Linked DNA regions of Oryzias latipes: region 1 is linked to region 2. The links are chromatin contacts, called in public Hi-C maps. All regions are on one chromosome and are shown on one strand. The core of a region is the stretch at or near the end of the contact, and the rest is flanking DNA. Distances in the headings are between cores, read along the strand shown.

The links. A called contact is a pair of places that touch in the nucleus more often than the background predicts.
Region 1: a contact with region 2 is called in a Hi-C map of embryo, with 1.9 times the contacts expected there. The contact joins the promoter of LOC101173390 here to the promoter of LOC101172901 in region 2. A contact is called at or near these places in 3 of 5 Hi-C or Micro-C datasets (embryo, fibroblasts and gastrula embryo).

What each region holds. Positions count from the first base shown.
Region 1 is chr7:17,869,371-17,873,222 of ASM223467v1, reverse strand. It overlaps LOC101173390 (interferon regulatory factor 4), which reads right to left and starts at 1,802. Exons shown (of 8, transcript XM_023956722.1): 1 at 885-1,802. The coding sequence starts at 1,055. It overlaps LOC101173146 (bone morphogenetic protein 7), which reads right to left. Exons shown (of 8, transcript XM_011477302.3): 8 at 3,498-3,852.
Region 2 is chr7:17,707,264-17,711,410 of ASM223467v1, reverse strand. It overlaps LOC101172901 (transcription cofactor vestigial-like protein 4), which reads right to left and starts at 2,536. Exons shown (of 6, transcript XM_004070792.4): 1 at 2,426-2,536; 2 at 1,757-1,903. The coding sequence starts at 1,838.

The DNA of each region.
Region 1 (3,852 bases), core at 553-3,052, 160 kb before region 2:
TGTGGGATTAATGATATTCTATTCTATTCTATTCTATATTAGAAATAATTAAAAAAAATATATTCATTCTCCTATAATATCATTATAATGCAAACTAAAATAACAAGTGGTCAAACTAATATACTTACGCTCAAACCCACTTAATAATAAATATTTAGGAATTAAAGTTGTGTTCTACATTTCACAATGCTTGTAATTCTCAGCTTTTATTTAAGAGTTATTATTCTAATAATTGTTATTATTAAAAGTTTGCAGGAACTCATTCTTTTTGGATTTTAGGTTTGTATTGATGCAATTTACAGACTTCAGACACTTGTGGTAAAATGTAGACAGAAATATTAAATCTTTCCCTCCTAATTAAAAAAAAATCTTTGAATCTGAAATAACTTTCACCCCCTTACAAAAATCAAACATCATTATTAAAAGAAATACAAGATTTGTAAATATAAATATATTCTTCATGTAATCATCAGTTCATAGGTAGATATCCTCTATTTTTGTGCCGGACTCTTTAAAAACGAATAATTTTTTTCTACAGAAAGGAGTACAATTTAAAGGTGCGTCACGTGCGTCAGTGACGCAAAACCAGAAAAAAACGCACGACTCCATCCATTGCTGCAGTTTTGAGATTGTTCATTCATGTAAATTACAAGGGAACAACATTTATGCACGAAAAAACGTTATTTAATCATCAAAAATATTTTTTTAAAGAGGAAAATTGGAAACCTAATTGCACATATGCACTGTAACTGGACATGTAAACTTTCAATTGATTCAAATACATCTGTAACTTTTTTTTCTCTTCAAATTATACAATTTTGGAGATCTAAAACTTGAGTTCCACGTCCCGAGTGTCCCGAAAGTTTAACTTAAGTCGCGTCGACCTTGAACAGAGCCGCATCCTCCGTCTGCTTGTAGTCCTTCTTGGCTGCGTGTTTCCACGGGATTCTGAACATGGTTTTGGCCTCGTCCTCCCAGCACAGGCCCTCATATCTGCCGCTCTCTATCTGCGCGACCAGCCACTCTTTCAGGTGCAGCTTTGTCCCTTCATCCATCTTCAGCACATGCTCCACGGGAACCACTCTCACATGTCACATGTGCACAGCCGCTCCGAAAATACAATCAAAACACAAACGAAAAAGGCGGCCCCGATCACGGTACTCCTACCGCAAGTTCTCACGTCGAAATGAAGTACTTTGGCTGACCAGATCGATAGGTTTAGGATTGACTGGTCTAACTGCAAACTTGAATGCAGAAGTCACGGATAAAAGTGCGCTCTTCAAGCGAAAGCGAAAGCTTTTTTTTTTTTTTTGAGACACTTGATACTTTCAGTTTCCGTTGTTTGCTTTTAAACTGAAGAAACGAATCGCTTCTCAGTTAACTGACTGGAGGCGTTTGAATGAACATTTTAACCTACAAAAATATAAATGTTTATGCAGTTTTTAAATGATCTACATTAAAACACCCCAATCTATCAAATGACACTCTTCGGAAACCCTTTGTGTGTTTGTCTTAATAGTTTTAGGATTGTGATAAGACTAGAATAAAAGAGAAAGTGAGTTTTTAGGTCAAACCAAATCCGCAAGTGACCTGCAGGTTATTGACAAGAATGGAAAACGCAAAGAAAAAGTCGAAGTGAAAGATTCATTTAAAGAGGAATGCAGCAGGCTGCGTGGGTGGAAGTTTCTGTTTGACACACAGGCTCCTCCTATCAGCCAGGGAACTGTCAGCCCGATGCCTCAGGTGTGCTCAACAGGTACGGTGGAAAGCGAGACCGAAAATTATACCCGAAGTCAAAGTGGAAGAACTTGAAAAAAAAAAGACATCTAAGTAAATGATTCATTAAATTAAACAAGACAAAAAAAAGGAGAAGTTGTAAGCTCCTGTCCCCTCCAGCAGAGAGCAGCATTCAACACTTGTGTTTGAGATTTTCTTCAGTTAGATTAAAATAAATGGTTTTACCCACACACACATACATAATATATATATATATATATATATATATATATATATATATATATATATATATATATATATATATATATATATATATATAGATAGATAGATAGATAGATATCTATATATATATATATATATAGATAGATATCTATATATATATATAGATAGATAGATAGATAGATAGATAGATAGATAGATAGATAGATAGATAGATAGATAGATAGATAGATAGATAGATAGATAGATAGATAGATAGATAGATAGATAGATAGATAGATAGATATTCTAAGTTTTAGAATAAGGTTTGCTGGCTATAATTTTTTTTAAATGACAACAAAGCACATAACAGACTGCACAGACTTGCTTTTTGATTTTTGTAACACGCAAAAATTACAGCAGCATCAGAACTACTCTTTATGTGTAAACAATTTATTTGACTGTTTTAATTGCATATTTTCTTTACACATTCCCATTTTTTTACTTGATAATTGCTGTAAAGTAAAAAAAAAGTCAATTAATTGCATAAAAAATGTAGTTTATTTTATTTTATTTTAGTTTTTTTAGAAAAGCTTAAACGTTTATTATTATTATTATTATTATCTAATAGCTGTCTGTCTTATCTCCAATCTCTTAAAAGTCAGGATTGTTTTTGTCTATTTCATTTGAATGTTAAATATTAGAATTGTAAATCTATTATTGCTTAAATAAGACATGAATATAAATGAAATAAATCAAAAATAATTTCATTCAAATGTAAATTACCCTGTGATCCAGAAAGGGATATAGCAGATTAAGAAAATGGATGGAATGGATGGATATGCATTATTACAATTCATAAAGCTTCCTTTTTTATTTTACAAACTTTGATTTTCAAAGTGAATTTTGTTACAACTTCTGTTTGAGAGGATGCTATATAAATAAAGTTGCAAGAACTCTGGGTTAGCTTTTGTCAAACCTAAAAGCATGCAGAAACAATCAGTCTCTATTTACTGGCTCTGGTTTATCTGACCATCTTTTGCATATGACCGTACTCTATCTATGACATCTCTTTGAGGCTGTGACTCATATTTCCTCACGCAGTAAAGCATTTGTAATTGGTTTGAGGCCCATCAATTGCTTTTTTTATGTCTTTTTGTCATCAACTTTTCCTTTAGTACTGTTTTGTATCACTTCTATATGCTGTGCATCAGAAATGCAAAAGAATCATATCAGCAATTAGCAGTTACGTGACACTATCAGACCAAAACACAATGCAAGCTTCATATTAATCACAATCAATGCATGCGCAGAAAAACCTCAGAGAAACAAACCACAGATAGAGACATGACCACACAGTGTTTGCTTGACAAGTTTCAGTTTGCTTTTCATCATGGGAACATTGATGGCAAACCTCAGCCCAGCAAGTCAAACGATACGTCCACAATCCCAGCAAATATTTATGTAACGAAATATAAGGGATTGTAAGAGTATTACATGTTGTCCTCCCACCATAATAACTCTGCTTTCCTTCAAATTACACAAAGAAATCTCAAACTGGGTTTGCTGTTTTTTGTTGTTTTGTTTTTTTCCCTCCCAAGTTTATTGCTTCATCAGTTCAGCAGTTAGAATAACCATTGGAGCCAACTATGGAACAATGCTGCTGGCTCCCAATAAATAAAACCCCTATTTTTTACTTTTAAATATGTCGGATTACATTACAGCAGAGAAAAACAAACCTGAAGATGCCGAGAATGAGCTCCTGCCAGCCTCTTTTCATTTGACTTCCATTGTTTGTGTCCAGTTAAGAAAGAAATCAAGCAGCATCATATATATCAGGGAAAAAAACACACATCCGGGTGACATACCAGGAAATAAATACACTTGCTTTGTTTAAAATAAAAATAAAAAAATATT
Region 2 (4,147 bases), core at 1,287-3,786:
TCCTTAAAGCTGCAAAACATACAATTGCTAAAATATAGTAACATCAAAGCCCCAAATGGCAAAAAGAACACCGGTAACTATGATATTCTATGAAAATACCTCAGTTATTTATACATTATTTCTGCTTTAGAAATGACTGATGTACAACATCCACTTGCACTGTTTTCTCAAACTATAATTACATCAAAATATGGGATCTGCTTTAAACTATAATTCTATAACATAATACATCAATTCTTTAACACCAATACTAAGTAATCTGGGAAATATCAAAACAAACATACAAACTAAACTAAACATTGTAAACATTATTTTTTAAGGGAGTGCGGGTCCAAACCATCAAATACTTATAATTAATGTTAACTATACTGAACTAAATCATGGTAATTAGGAAATACAAATAAATTAGATAGAGAAATGTATTCAAAATAAAAACTGAAACTCAAAACTAAAATTGAAATTATTTCAAAATGTGGTTTTGAGATTATTTTACACAAAAAAGTATTTGACCTACACTACCTTAAAAATCTTTTTTTTTTTCCAGCCAAGACCACTTCAATTTGTTTTTTATCGTCTTCTCACAACTGAGGTCGTGACCACGCTCAATAATGACGATGCCTGCCATTATTTTAACACAAATTTGATCGCAAACTCTTCAGATGTGTTTGTGAAAGTTTAGCGTGGGTCCGCCAGTTTTGGTCTCTAGGGAAGCAAGTCACGCTGACCACGTGGTGCAGACAGAGCCAATCAGACCCGTCGACGCATCCGAAAGCAACTAAAACGTCCCGTCATTGGTCAATTAAGCCGGGAAGACGAAAGATGGCCACGACCATAGAGGAAGCGATCTGCGGAGAAATATAGAAAATAAAGCTAAAATTAGCTGATTTCAGACCATTTTCTAATCCGGAAAGCGATTTGTCCGTAGAGATCAGGTCTTTATTTCCCGGAAAGTACGTTCGGTTTGCTCAAAAACCCGGATTTCCGGGAATTCCCGGAAGACTTTCATCACTGAAAAACAAAATATATATCTACCAGGTACTTTCAACAAATCAATTTTTCTTCAAAGCAACTACCTTAAAAGGAAGCAACAAGCAGCTTTTCTGTAACTATTAATATTTAAAAACTAATTATTGACAGTTTCACCTTTTTTCAGTTCACATTGCTTGATACACAAAAAAATGTTTTCTCCTAACCAAAAAATAACGATAATAATAATGATCACTCTTATATAATGGGAATGTATTAACAAATTTACATTTTATTGAATTCAGGTCAAACCGGGTGACGTAAAATATTCCATTTCAATTTCAAATTAATTTTAAAAAGTCAATTAAAAAAGTCCTTTGTTTAGGCAGCAATAATGTCCTGATTGTCAGTATTCTGACTGACTAAAAAGTTTATCATACAAACAGTATATTAAATAACCAACTTTGCAGTATTTTTAAGTATAAAAGTATACATTTGCGATAGGTCAAGTGAAATTTTGAAAAACGTTAACGTAAAAAGCGCCAAGTTATTATATGATTGCCTGTAATTTAAACCCTTTATGTTAAATGTAAAATACTATTAAACGCAAATCAATACTTTTCAAGTAAAAGATGAAAATGTTTGTTTGGCTTGTTCAGCCAAAACAAATCAATAAATAACTAATACTAGCACAAACTAGAAACTATTATGCTAACATACAAAACACAACAGTGCGTGTGCCATTCAAGCCGACGTCACCCCCCACACAATCACAAAGAAGACAACAAACCTTCGTAGTGTAGTCTCCCAATGTTATTGTTCATCTTGTCCAGGAACTGAGAGTTCAACAGGTCCATTCTAGTACATAGCATTTACACGTACAGGCTAGTGGCTAACATTGATGTTAGCAGGCTATTCCGCCGCAGATAAATGTTCCCTGAAGAAGGAGCAAACGAAAAAATATGTAGTTGAGAACGATAAATATGTTGTGTTTGGTTTAAAACACACGAATGGGTTTTAGGATTTGTTTACTGAGTCTCCCAACGTAACATTAACGTTAGCAAATGCCACGACGCCCACGAGCTAACAGAAGTACAAAGCTAAACCAGACTAGCTTGAAGCTAACCGCTACAACGCCAGCTTAGTGGGGAAACTAAAAGGAAAAAAGTTAACAGTAAAATATGAAGTTATAGTTTATGTCACTGCATACATAATTTTAAAAAAGAAAGAAACTTTCCTCACACTTAAAGTGTTGTTTAACTATTGTAGCAGAGAGCTAAATCAATAAATGTAGTTGTGGCGACGACACAAACAACTAACATGATTAGCACAGACGCTAACTTTCTCAAATCAACTACTGAACACTGAAGAAAAAAACTCTGTCACAATTCTTTACTGGTTTTAAAAAGGCCTTTCGAATCAAAAAAGTAATTTTCATAGTTTAAATAAATAAACATACTTAATTGATGAAAAAGATGATTTTAAAATCACGACAACAGCATAGTTCTCTTCGTCTGTCCTTTCCTTCTATCACCGGACTCTCGAACAAAAGAGAACCGAGCAGCCCTAGCGGCGACACCACGGAACTGATCGCAGCACTACGGAGACCATCTCTGACGGTCTGATTCACGTCAAGATTCAAGATTTGCTTGATTGTCATTCCACACATAGTATTTGCAGAGAAATACAAATGTGAGACGAGATGTTGTTTCTTACTAGCATGGCAGTGCAAGGAAGCAAGCAATAAAAGCAATCAAAGAATAAAAAAATAGCAGTAAAATAAGAAAAACAGAGATGCAGTAGAATAAAATGAAAATAAAAATATAATTAAAATGAATGGAGACCAGCATTAACTGTGACTAAAGTGACCTTATGTGCGTTTTACAGCAGTTTTTTTTTTTTTTTTTGGGGGGGGGGGGGGGTAATCCTTTTGGTCTTACTGCAGAGTGGAGTTTGTGAGAGCATGAATAGATGAGGAGGACAGTCCATTCAGCAGTCTCACAGCCTGTGGGAAGAAGCTTTTTAGCATCCTGCTGGATCTGCAGCTGATACTGCTGAACCTCCTCCCAGATGGCGTGAGGGAGAGCAGTCCATGAGAGGGGTGCTGGGGGTCCCTAATGATGGTGGTTGCTCTGCTCGTATAGCTCCTGCAGGATCGGGAGAGGTGCACCAACGATCTTGCTCGCAGTCTTCACAATCATGCTGAGCCGTTGTTTATCCTGAACGTGGCAGCTGCCAAACCAGGATGTGAAGCTCTGTGTCAGGATGTTCTCAATGGTGCCCTTGTAGAAGGTGATGAGGTGAGGTGTTGGAATTCCAGCCTTCCTTAATCTCCAGAGGGGATTGAGAGGCTTCTGTGCTTGAGTTGGTGGAGGAGGACAAGACATTAGTGAGGTGCACCCCCGGGAACTTGACGCTGTCGACCTTCTCCATAGCAGCACCATTTATGGTCAGATGAGTGTGGTGATTGCCAGATGTTCTGAAGTCGGTCACCATTTCTTTTGTTTTGTCCACATTGATCTGGGGGTTATGGGATGCACACCACAGTGCTAGCTGCTCCACTTACCATCACTGTCCCATCAAGAGTAACACATTTCCGTATTTTAAAAAAGTGCACACAATGAAAAAAAAAGTTAAACTGGTGTCATCAAAGAATCACACGCCTTTCCTTTTTTCTTTTCTTTTTTTAACAGTCGACCATTACACAAATGCTTAATATGTCTCCTGCAGGAGCAAAGTTTGCTCTACTGCAAAAGCAGAAAGTGGTTTAACCCTCATGCTATGGGCACTTCAACGTGCACTAGACAGTGCGCTGAACCTTTTTTCTTCAATGATTTGTGATCTTCACTGGTGTCCATGGATTACATGAAATCCTCTTCACTTTTATCCACCTTTGTCATGGTAGGGATAACACGTCAATGTAAGGGGGTCATATGATAGCACAAGGGTTAACATGTCAGAGGCTTGGAATTGGAACAATCAATGCCCAGATTCACCAGCAGATGTCGCTGTAAGACACTGATTTGTAAAGGGTGCAGCTTAATAATAATTTGATTTTTCTGCGCTATAAGTTGACATGTTTTGCTTGTTTGTTTTTTTAAACAAAATTCAACAGAGGAATAGTTTTTTTAATGAAAAAAAAGCTTTTTAAAAATCCAGTTGGTACTGATTCAAGCTGTAC